Linked DNA regions of Sus scrofa: region 1 is linked to region 2. Evidence: chromatin contacts called from public HiChIP or PLAC-seq data. All regions are on one chromosome and are shown on one strand. Each heading gives the region's core, a stretch centred on a gene start, on an enhancer-like site or on the middle of the called end of the contact. The rest is flanking DNA. Distances are from core to core; before and after follow the strand shown.

Region 1 (6,181 bases), core at 2,566-5,065, 120 kb after region 2:
TTGAAAGTGAAACCAGGCTTGAAGGCTAATACTGCTGCTGGGACCAGACTTCAGTTTCTAAAGAAACTTTGAAGACAAGCTTCCTGATGATTAGCATGAACTCTAATCCTGAGACACAGGTGGAATGTCTGTTTTTTTTTTTTTTCCAACTAAATATGCTTTATTTGTTTTATCTCTCAGCTGACAAGGACCTAGCACATTCATGGAGATGCAAGTGACTGTCCTGGGGCCCGTGGTAGAGACAGGGAGGGAGGGAGCGCAGGGCTAGCTCTGGGCCAGTGTCTGTGAGCAGGACAGGACCTCAGCCATCATTTACCCAGTCTGTTCCCACCGAGGGGCACCAAAGAGAGAGCTAGAAACAGAGAAAGGCTGATGAAATAGTCAGGGATAGCAACATAGGGGAAGGAGAGACCGAAGGAAGGAATGGGAGTGGTTTTAAACCAAGTTTGTTTCACTCATTCTTTCTCTCATTCCTCAAACTGCGGTGAGAGCCTATTCTGCGCCAGGCACTGTTTAGGGCTCTGAGAAACATACACGAGACCCACTCTCCACCCTCTGTAACATTCATTTAAGAGGTTAAGGCTTTGGAGTTCCCATTGTGGCTCAGCAGAAATGAATCTGGCTAGCATCCATGAGGATGCAGGTTCGATCCCTAGCCTCGCTCAGTGGGTTAAGGATCCAGCATTGCTGTGAGCTGTGGTGTAGGTCGAAGACACAGCTCATATCTGACATTGCTGTGGTTGTGGCGTAGGCTGACAGCTGTAGCTCTAATTCAACCCCTAGCCTGGGAACCTCCATATGCCGCGGGGGCGGCCCTAAAAAGACAAAAAAAAAAAAAAAAAAGAAGAAGTTAGGGCTTTGGTGGTTCACCATGGTCACCATAGTGAATGCTTTGGTCTGAATGTGTCCTCCCCAAAATTCATATGTTGGAATTTTAGCCTCCAAGGCCATGGTATTGGTGGGTGGGGTCTTTGGGAGATGATTAGGTCACGAGGGCTCTTCCCTCAGGAATGGGAGTAGTTAAAGAGTCTTTATTAAGGAGGCTGCAGAAGTTCCCATTGTGGCTCAACAGGTTAGAAACCTGACTAGTATCTACGAGAACTCAGGTTCATCCCTGGCCTCACTCAGTGGGTTAAGGATCTGATGTGGCTGTGGTGTAGGCTGGCAGCTGTAGCTCTGATTTGACTCCTAGCCTGGGAACCTCCATATGCTGCATGTGTTGCCCTAAAAAGACCAAGAGAAAATGAAAAATAAAGAGGCTCCAAGAATTCCAGCTCTGGTGCAGTGGGTTAAGAATCCAACTATAGTGGCATGGATCATAGCTGCAGTTTGGATTCCATCCCTGGCCTGGGAAATTCCATATGCCTTGGGTGTGTATATATACACACACACAAACACATCAAGAGGCTCCAGAAAACTCCCTTGCCCCTCCCACCATGACAACACAGTGAGAAGTCTGCAGTCTGCAGTCCAGAAGAGGACCTTCCGAAAAACCCAACCACACTGGTACCCTGACCTTGAACTTCCAGCCTCCAAAACTTGAAGAAGTAAATTTCTGTTGTTTGTAAGCCACACTGTCTGTGGCATTTTGTTACTGCTGCCAAGATGGACTAAGACAGTAGAAGCTACAGGAAACAGATTGCACACAAACCTGCCTGACTCTTGTGAAAGGAGATAGTAAGAAACTGATGGAGAAGTGCTCTCTGTGCATCAATTTTGCACCATTGTGAGAAAGGAGTTCCTCATCACATGTTAATAAAAAAAAAATAACAGGTGTTTCCTTGTGGCACCGGGGGCTAAAGATCTGGCGTTGTCACTGCAGTGGCTCGGGAACTTCCATGTGTTTTGGGCAGAGCCAAAAAGAAAGGAGAAGAGGAATAGCAAATACCTTTTATTGCTAAGTGTTTAAAATACGATCTCCCTGAATCTTCATAACTTTTAAGGTTGACACCACTGTTATTCCCAGTTGAGAGCTAAGGAAATTGGGGCACAGAAAGGTTATTTAATAACGCAGAGGTCGTTAAGTGATTTTCCCAAGGTCCCATAGAAGAAAGGGGTGCACCCAGGATTCTAGCCCTATTAGTCTGACCCTAGGGTCAGCTCTAAACCTCTGAGCCAGATGGGCCAGGCAGCTGCCTGCCTGGAATTCGAGCTGTGCCAGCCCTGGTGTGAAGAGCTGCCTAACCATTCCTTTGGGATACGGGAGCTAGAAGGAGTTTTATGTTACCCCTAACCTACCCCCTCAGGACACTGTGGGAAAAAAACAAAAGCAAAAAAAAAAGCCACTGGTTTTCTCTCAGTCGTCAACCTTCCATCATCTTCCAGTGCTCCTTTGGAAGAACATGAATAAGACATGAGGAAATGCACTGGTCCCTGAGACCCAAACTCCTGTGTGTCCATCTGGATTACTGCCCCGGCTCCTGAGAGACCATAAGCAGCATCGGTGTGCGGGCTTTGCCAGATGATCATCTGTGACCTTGCTCAAGGCAGTGGGCTCCCCGGAAAACACCCTCTCCCTGGAATCTTTGTGTCCTTCCAAAGCAAAGTTTTCTCTTCACTCCCTGTTGACATTTTTCCTTTCTCTGATCATTTCCCCAGTGTCTTCGCAAGGATTAGAAGCAGGAGCAACACAAGTTTCAAATGCTTCCGTTTTTTTTTTTTTTTTTTTTTTTTTTTTCTTTAGGGCCATACCTGTGACATATGGAAGTTCCCAGGTTAGGGGTTGAATTGGAGCTGTAGCTGCCGGCCTACACCACAGCCACAGCAACGCCAGATCCTTAACCGGCTGAGCAAGTCCAGGGATGGAACCTGAATCCTCATGGATACAAGTCGGGTTCTTACCCCACTGAACCACAACTCGAACTCCCCCAAATGCTTGCATTTTTAGAGAAGGCGTGAGCTGTTCAGTCAGAGGTGAGGGCCAGAGACGGAACAGCCCTGCCGAGCCTGGGTGACAGAGCCCTGCAAGGCCAGCAGACAGTGGACCCAGGATCACGGCCTCCATGAAAATGGGCCCATTTTTTGGTTCCCGTCTGTGTCCTTTTGCCAATAACATATTTCGTGGCCCCTGGCTGGCCCCTGGGGAACATCCATTGAATGAACTATGTCTTTGGGGTTTAACAGCCTGTGAACATCGGAAGAACCAAGAAGGACTCTAAGGGGAAGAAAACCTTCAAACTTGGAGTTTCTGTTGTGGCTCAGTGGTAACCAACCCGACTAGTATCCATGAGGAAGTGGGTTCAATCCCTGGCCCCTCTCAGTGGGTTAAGAATCTGGCATTGCTGTGGCTGTGGTGTAAGCTCTAATTTGACCCCTAGCCTAGAAATGTCTGTATGCCACAAGTGCAGCCCTAAAAAGACAAATAAATAAATAACTTAAAACTCAAATAAAACTCCTTTAGATCATGTCAAGTGGAGATTTACTCCATCATTATTTTCCCACCCAGGGGTTTGCATGTCCCCGAGGACATGGAAAAGCACCAACCTCCTGTTTCCCTAACTTACCCCCTTTTAGTTCTGTTCTCAGGCCCTGTGAGTCCTGATTCTGTAAAGCTGGGGCACCCGGCCTGGCATACCCACTGGTTTGGTGCCGCCTTGGGTGGCCACATGCCCTGGAGCCTCTGAAGTAAAGACCTTTCTTGTGGTGGGATTCCCCAACCCCAGGTCCAGGGAAGAAGCCTCACCTGCTCGCATCTCTTGCCGATCTTACCTGTGATGAAGAGCATCCAAAGCAGCCTCCCGAGCCTAGCGCTCCTCATCGTCACGCGCACCAGCCCCAACTGCCCCCGCCTCATGGGACAGCTGTGAGGAACACTCTAACTAGAAGCTCCAGAAAGTTATGCAATAGGATATTACGCCACTTCTCGGAGGTGTTGGGTTGGATGCTCTGTCATCACTAGTTGCCTTGGCCCCAGACGTCAGAGACAACAAACGTGGATCCGAGACAGGGCTCAAGTCTCCAGGAAGTTTCTCCAAACCCCAGTTTCCTGTTCTTGGGGGATAATAACAATGATTCTTTTCAAGCAACCTCTTAGTGAGAACACTACTTCTGGGTAAACAGAGTAAGGAGTTAATGTTATCCGGGGATCAGAAGCCCACCTTGCTCTCCTGAGGCCCACCCTCTGCTCCCATCCAGTTCAGTGCAGGTAAGCGTGCCAGATGCACAGAGCCAGAGGTTGGAATAAAAAGCCCTCATTTTTAGGGGTTTTGTGAGAACTAGGTGAGGGCCCCATGGAAAGCGCTCAGCACTGTACCTAACATGGGTGTTGTTTCTGCATTCTGTCCTCAGCTGCACCCTGCTCCCCTTGGCTTTTTCTTTTGCTTTCCAGGGCCACACCCTGGCATATGGAGGTCCACAGGCTAGGGGTTGAATCAGAGCTACAGCTGCTGGCCTGTGCACGGCTCAGATCTGGTTGCTGTGGTGTTGCTGTAGCTGTGGCATAGGGAATAAAAAAAAAAATCCAGCAGCTTCCATACTAGAAGCAATCAAAGGCAGATTCGACAGGGTAAAAAATCAGTCACGGAGAAGATTCACTTCAGAAATACTTCCAAATGTAAAATCTATAAGGACATTTCAAAGAGCTCAAAAATGGTGAAGGACAAATCATGGATATCCAACCTACAAATAATGTACTAATAAGGGATATTTTTGAAATTTAACATGGGACAGTGGATCATAAATGAAGTTAAAATATATATTAAAAAATTTTTTTTCCAATATCCATGCATCCCAGTGTTGACTGCGGCACTGTTTACAATCACCAAGACCTGGAAACTACCTATGTCCATTGAAAGATGAATGGATAAAAAAGATATGGTGTACATATAAAATGGAATATTACTTAGCCATAAAAAAGGATAAAATGATGTCATTTGCAGCAACATGGATGGACCTAGAGATTATTACACTAAGTGAAGCCAGCCAGACAGAGGAAGACAAATACCCTATGATATCACTTATACCTGAAATCTAAAAAGTGATGCAAATGGACATATTTACAAAACAGAAACAGACTCACAGATGTAGAAAACAAACTTACCAAAGAGGAAAGGAGGAGGAAGGGATAAATTAGGAGTTTGGGATTAGCAGATACAAACTACTACACATAAAATAAATCAATGACAAGGTCCTACTACATAGCACAGGTAACTATAGTCAATATTCTGTTATAAACTATAATGGAAAAGAATACAAAAAAGACTATGCATATATTCTGAATCACTTTGCTGTCCACCAGAAACTAACACAACATTGTAAATCAACTATATTTTAATAAAAACTTTAGGAGTTCCTGCTCTGGTGCAACAGGATGGGACAGCATCTTGGGAGCCCTGGGAAGCAGGTTTGATCCCGGGCCTGGCACAGGGGGTTAGGGATCCACTTAGGTTGCAGCTGTAGCTCAGATCTGATCCCTGGCCTGGGAAGTCCATATGCCAGGGGTGGCAAAAAGAGAGAGAGAGAGAGAAACTTAAAAAAAACAAACAAAAAAAAAACATTCTCTAGATCTGAAAAGCAATCTGAAATTGGAGGTTGAGAGAATTCAACCTGGGCAAGGAAAAATTCATGAAGTGAAACCAAGACTATAAAGTTCCCGTGTTGAAAAAGTTTTCGTTAACACTCTTGCTGCTAAACAAACAGGAAAAAAAGAAAGAAAAAAAAAACTTGATTCCTTCAAAAAGGTTGAAATGAGCAGGAGTCAAATTTCTTTTCTGAGTAGCAAATACAGTGGGAGAATGTATAAAGAAAACCTTGCCTCTAGAATTTTATACTCAAGCCGAATGCTCTTCAAGTATGAAAACAGCAAAAAGGTGCTATCGTGTCTGCAAACTGAAAAAGCAAAAGATAAAAACAAGGGAGTTCCTGTTGTGGCTCAGCAGAAACCAATCTGACTAATATCTGTGAGGACACAAGTTCGATCCCTGGCCTCCCTCAGTGGGTTAAGGATCCCTCATTGCCCTGAGCTGGTGGTGTAGGTCGTAGACACGGCTCAGATCTGGTTGCTGTGGTGTTTCTGTTGCTGTGGCGTAGGACAGCGACTATAGCTCCAATTTGATCCCTAGCCTGGGAACTTTCATATGCCGCCGGTGCGGCCCTAAAAAAAGACAGACAAACAAACAAAAAAACTTCCAAGGTTAACGTTCATGTTCTACCTTAAAACTGTTGAATGCAGCAATTTATAAAA
Region 2 (6,216 bases), core at 1,586-4,085:
AACTGCCTTTCCTAAGTAGAGAACAAAATTACACAACTTCTGTGCTGAAGTCCTGAGGACATTTGTAGTAACTCCTAAACAGCAAAACTAGAGAGATTCTCAATCATAGGCTCCGTGACAGCATTTGGGGACTAGAAAGGTTCGTGTGTGTTTCAGTCTAGAAGGACAAAGAGAGTAGTATGCATACCCTTGTGTTGTCATATAGCATGATTCGCCAGTGGATTGATGCCTGGGATGGATTGTTAAGATGAAGAGAATAATTTACATTTATACTACAATCTTTTAACAAGCACGTTTGAAAGGGAGAAGTCTGATTTGGTCCTTGACAATTTCTGGAAAGCACTGTTCAATCAGCTAATCTGGACACATTCCAGGTTACCTGCTAGAGTTCGAGGTGGATGTTGGCTTCACTCCTGCTGTGCTTTGTGCCGGCCCCACAGAGCAAACATTCTTGTTCTTCCCATGGCAGCTGATTTTTTGGTGCCGGTTTCTGTTTGTTTCCCCTTTTCTCCATAAGCCTTGAGCAGAAAGGTTTTCACATTGCATCCCCATTCTGGTGATGAACTGTGGACTGGAAGTGGATTCCTGCAGGGTCAGGAACCGGGCCATGGTTCCCAGAATGGGTTGTGCCTGAATAATCTGTTTGTTTTCTAGATGTGGAACCTTGGGAGAACCGAGATGATATTTGGGAAGAGTTGCTGCCTTCTCTGGAAACAAAGAAGGGAAACTTAGTTCTTTTGGAGAACATTTGGGTTTGATTTAAATACCGAGAGTAGAGATTGGCTCGCTCTTTGATTTCACTCTACCTATGTTAAGAGGGAAAGGAAATTAAATCCTCTAAAGAAATCATCACAAAGGGGAATCATTGTAATGGTAGAAATGGAGGTATAGAACTATGCAAAGAAAGCAGGAAGTGGAGTATCTCCCTCATCCCTTGAATCTAGTCATCTGTCCTGGCTTCCAGGTAGGCTTACTAGAAACTTCTGGCTCCTTATGTGAGATTCAGGTGGTAAGCCCTAAGTTTTTCAGATGATAGGTTACTAAAAGCAATGAGGAGTTTATATCCTTTGGTTTCTTTAATACTCATGCAGAGTTCAGAAAGAAATTACTCAGATCTAATTTCTAGTACTTAAGCCAACACCTAGTTCTAAAATGCTATTTATTTGTGTCTGTAAGTTTGTACATAATAATACCAACCTCATTTTTGTTGTGGGGGGGTGGGTTTTGTTTTTTGGGTTTTTTTTTTTTTTTTTCATGAGTTTGAGTTTGGTTTATTTGAAATGAAATGCATCAGTTGTCATTTTGTCATTGCATTTCAGGTAGCTCATGGCCCCTTTATTGTGGTCATTTTAGCACGTAATAACCCACAAAGTGGGACTGAAGTTTGGATTTTTTTTCTTTGTTGCTAGAAATTCTTTTATCCATTTGTCCTTGAGACTGTAGTGATTACTTCATAGATGCAAAAAGAATGAATGGATGAGTGAATAACTAGTTTAATGTGTAGTTCTTTCACTTCTTGAGTGTTTCTTGGGTTTGGTTTTTTTGTTTTTTGGTTTTTTTTTTTGCAGGATAATTGTAAATGTATATATTTTAATTGCACTGGTACATCGAACATGTCAGTGTCTCTACCACTGGACCAACAGAGCATTTTTCTGGCTAATGAGTGCCTGATAATAATGTCTTGATTTTCCTTTGGGACTAAACTACACAGGTTTTTTTCCTCCCAGCAGTAGGGGAGCACAGGTGATGGATCATTGATGTCATTTCAATTGTTATTTTTTAAAATAAATAAATTTATAAAAATGCTAAAAAGTGTCTTGAGTTTTGAGGAGTCTACATCCCTTGGGTTATGTTTATAATGGTTGGTAAACCATAAATACACATGCAAGTTCTGTGGACAGTGTGTCAAACTTACAGAGGTTGTCCAGCATCTCAGCTGTGTATCTCCCCTTGGTCTCTTTTCCTTCCCTTTTGGTCCTCCCACCCTACTAAGGAGATTCTGACATCTGTGGGCTGATCATACATTTGGTCTTCTCACTGCAAGTGTTAATGAAAACATAATGAAAGTAATTCCATTAGTAAGATTAGCCCTTTAGTTTTCACCAAAACAGCCTCAATTTATGGTGTGTTGTAGAACTAAAGAAGTGAAGACGTAATTTTTAGATTGTTTTTATTTATGTTAAAAAACATGCATTTTCTGATGGTTAGAAATCACAACATGCTCATCCTTTTATTGTTTTGTATTCACAAATCTGAGCAATGGACTGGCAGCTTCAGATGTGCCATTTTCACACTCAAGTCAGGGACTTACTTGAGAAAAAACGCCCCCGGGGAGCATCCCATGAGATCCAGTGATCCATCCTGGCAGACAACAGAAGTGGAAGAAACTTCCTAACAAGGAAAAGGACTGTTAAATAGCTTCGGTGTGTATTTAAAAAGTATCCTGAATTTGCTTGTCCTTAGAAAACTAAAAAGACGACCTAGAAACGAAATTCCTACTTTAGTGGTAAGGGGAAAAGACCACCCTACTGAATTTATCCCAGGTGATTAGTTTCGTCGTGGAAGGATCACCAGTTTTCAAGGAGATCAAAAATTTCAGCTATTAACTATATGCTCCGCCCTTGCCCGCCTTCCGCCCCTCCCCCCCGGAAGCCAGAGCGAGGGAAAAAGGCAATGGGAAGCAGCTGGGGCGGGGCCTCCGGCGGCTTTCCATTGGTACTGACCCAAGGATCCCCGCGCTGATTGGTTGGTGGGAGGGACCGTAAGGGCCGTGGTTGCGGATTGGCTACTATTCGGAGTAAACTTGTTTCCGGTAGCTTGGCGGGCAGCCCCGCCGCCGCCATGGCGACCGGCGAGCGGGAGGCGGTGCCGCCTCAGTGGCCAGTAGAGGCCCGCTTGGCGGCGCTGCTGCCCGACCTGCTGGTTTTCAGGAAGCCCGGGGGATCAGAACCCGAGCTCGCCACGGCCCAGGGCGTCCTCCTTGGCGTCCACGTGACGGGTGAGGACAAGGGGAGGAGCGTCGCTCTCCCCGGCCTGCAGGAGGGGCAGCCGTTGGGCCTCAGCTCGTAGAGGCCTCGGCAGTTACCGGCCTGGCCCCGGAGCGAGCTAAGGCGCTCTTTCACTGCACTTTCCGCTGCCTCCGCGGGAAACAGGGTCATTTTCAGAGCAGGAGGACGCCTTTCGGGACGACCTTATGTATCCCGAGTTCACTTCAGAAATGGTGAAATTGAGGCTCAGAAAGGAGAAAGGACTTTAAAGCCATAACAGGTTTTGAACCCAAGTTTTCCCCCAATCCCGAACATTTCCCAGTAAGCATCCACCTAATCCAATGATTTTATTTGCTCAGTAATTCCTTCTTTGGGTCTATAAGTATGTGCCTGCCTTTATTCTAGGAGTTAAAAGACTTAGTAGCTACTATGAGAGGCCTTCATTTAACAGATATTTATGGAGTTTTATGTGTCATGGATATAAAGATGAGTGATTCAGGTGCCTGTCCTCAAGGAGCTCAGCTCACCATTTTAAGTTCTCCATAAAGGTTTTTAATCCATTCTCCTTGTCAGTGATTTCTCTCTCCCTCACAGAGCAAGAGAATCCTGTCGTTTCCCTTGGCCAGGGAGTCTTAAGAGGGTATGATGGGAAAGGAGTAACTGGATTCTGAGGAAAAAGTCACTTGTGGATGAATCTTCACCATCTGCAGCTTCTAGAAACGTGGGGGCGGGGGGGCTGCTCTGCACTCCCAGAGGCAGCAGCAATCAGCCTGGCTCTGAGTACTTGCTAAGGAACTTAGCAAGGATAATGAAATTACTCATCTTGAAGAGATATGCTTCCTTCACACTGGCCTGATGTGTGGAGGGGTTAGGGGTTAAAAGTTTAGGATTTGCAGCTAACGTAGTCATTTGTGCTTTGTTGGTCAGGGTTTACAGCATTAATGGACAGGTTCAGCCTGAGCTGCAAGTTGGAACATGACATGGACAAACTGGCCCACATCTTCAGCTATTACATTAGTGACATCGTGGAGCGTGAGTGACCACTGTAGGGGAGCAAGGAGGTGTGCTGGGCTCCTGAGGGTTTGCAACACAAGGACGCCTGGGGTACTTTAAAACAGATACTAAAGGGTCATTCCTTTGCTGTCACTCCTCTTTTATTTCTTCAGGTTTGCCACGAACAAGCTAGATCTTTGCCTGTATCTGTCATTCTCCTCAATCTCACATCTGTTGACTCAGTGTTCAGAAAGGGGGAAAAATGCTAATTTTAATTTGTACTTTGCATGTTTGTATTAATTAGTAAATAAGGTGTCCCTCAGTTTGTGTCTTCTAACCAGAATATAATGGGCCTCTTGTGTGTATATAAGATGTAATTTATAAAACACCTTCCCATTCTGTTATTGCATTTTGATCCCCTGTGAGGTAAGAATGAGTATTCTTTCTTTCTTGCTTAATCTGGGGGGAAAAGAAACCTTTTTGTTTGTACAGTAAACATGTTTTGAGTACCTGCCCTATGACATACACTGTAATAGGCGCAGGGAGTGCAAAACCCTGCTCTTCAAGGAGCTTTCAGTCTAGTTAGGTCTACCTAACAAATTGGTCCTATACCCTTTAGTACTAATAAAATATTCCCTTCCTTTACTGACAGTGTCCCATAGAGTTCTGGCTATCATTCCAAGAGTCACCACAATAGTTACTTTGCGGCATCTACTTTAGCCATATAAATGGCTATGTGAATCACCCCTTACCCCTGAGGAACAAGTATAAGTCTTTCCGCTGATCTCATCAAGTTTTTGCGGGGAGTTTTTTGTTTGTTTTGCTTTTTAGGGCCACATCTGCAACATATGGAGGGTCCCAGGCTAGGGGTCCAATCAGAGCTACAACTGCCGACCTACGCCACAGCCACAGCAATGCTGGATCCTTAACCACTGAGTGAGGCCAGGGATCAAACCCACAACCTCATGGTCTCTAGTCGGATTTGTTTCCGCTGCACCATAATAGGAACTCCTTTCACACAAGAGGAGTCCTCATGGATGCTAGTTGGGTTCATTAACCACTGAATCACAATGGGAACTCCAGATCTCATCAAGTTTAGATCTCGATGAAAGGGGGAGATATAAATGATGTATCATGTTTGTGTTGTAACACCAGAATCTTCTGGGTACTAGAAATACATGGGAAAGTAAGACACAGTACCTGCCCTCTTGCAGTTTCCATTTTAGCAGGAGAGAAAAATAAGTAAATAAGATAATAATAGGGTATATATTCTAGAAAGGACATAGTTGAGGTTTAAAAAAAAAAAAAAAAAAAAAAGGGAGTTCCCGTCATGGCGCAGCGGAAACGAATCTGAGTAGGAACCATGAGGTTGAGGGTTCAATCCCTGACCTCGATCAGTGGGTTAAGCAGCTAGTGTTGCCATGGGCTGTGGTGTAGATTGAAGATGCGGCTCAGATCCTGCATTGCTGTGGCTGTGGTGTAGGCCGGCAGCTATAGCTCTAATTCAACCCCTAGCCTGGGAACCTCCTTGTGCCGCAGATAGGGCCCTAAAAAGACAAAATAAATAAATAAATGAATAAAAAAGAAAAGAAAAGTTGAAAGGGTTTCTGTATTAGAGAGGTCTTGGGAGGCTCCTCTGAAAAGGTGTCATGTAAGCTAAGATATTAAGGATGAGAGGAGCATCTTGCGAAGAGCTAGGGGTAAAACATTTCAGGAAGGAAAGTGCTGAGTATAAAGGTTCTGAGGTGGAGAAAGCTTGGTGGGTTCTAGAAACTGAGAAGGCCAGTGTGACTAGAGCATAGTTAGCAGGGAGACGAGTGGCTTGAGGTGAGATTGGAGATCATCAAGCTCTGTAGTCCTTTCAGAGTTTGGATTATTTATTTTTGCACAAAAGTTCATATTTTTTGTCTTTTTAGGGCTGCACCCTGAGCATATGGAAGTTCCCAGGCTAGGAGTCGAATTGGAGCTGCAGCCACAGCCACAGTAACATGGGATCCCAGCCATGCCTGTGACCTGTGCCACAGCTTACAGCAACACCAAATCCTTAACGCATTGAGCTGGGCCAAGGATGGAACACTTGTCCTCATGGCTACTAACTGGGTTCATTACCTCTGAACCACTATAGAAACTCCCTGATTCACACTCATTTTAGCTGTCTCCCGGAGATAGAAATTATGTATCATGTATGTATTATAACACTAGAAACTCCTGGATACTAGAAATACATGGGCAGGCA

The links. HiChIP or PLAC-seq counts read pairs in DNA pulled down with a chosen protein or histone mark.
Region 1: a contact with region 2 is called in an H3K27ac HiChIP or PLAC-seq map of alveolar macrophages. The contact joins the promoter of TREM1 here to the promoter of LOC100737927 in region 2. A contact is called at or near these places in 1 of 5 promoter capture datasets (fetal liver), 2 of 47 Hi-C or Micro-C datasets (alveolar macrophages and subcutaneous adipose tissue) and 1 of 2 datasets of contacts at active chromatin or transcription factors (alveolar macrophages).

The regions. Positions count from the first base shown.
Region 1 is chr7:36,527,981-36,534,161 of Sscrofa11.1, forward strand. TREM1 (triggering receptor expressed on myeloid cells 1) reads right to left here and starts at 3,816. Exons shown (of 4, transcript NM_213756.1): 1 at 3,709-3,816. The coding sequence starts at 3,757.
Region 2 is chr7:36,407,684-36,413,899 of Sscrofa11.1, forward strand. It overlaps LOC100737927 (adenylate cyclase type 10), which reads left to right and starts at 2,836. Exons shown (of 32, transcript XM_021098668.1): 1 at 2,836-2,998; 2 at 3,915-4,019. The coding sequence starts at 2,842. It also overlaps a transcript of NFYA not described here.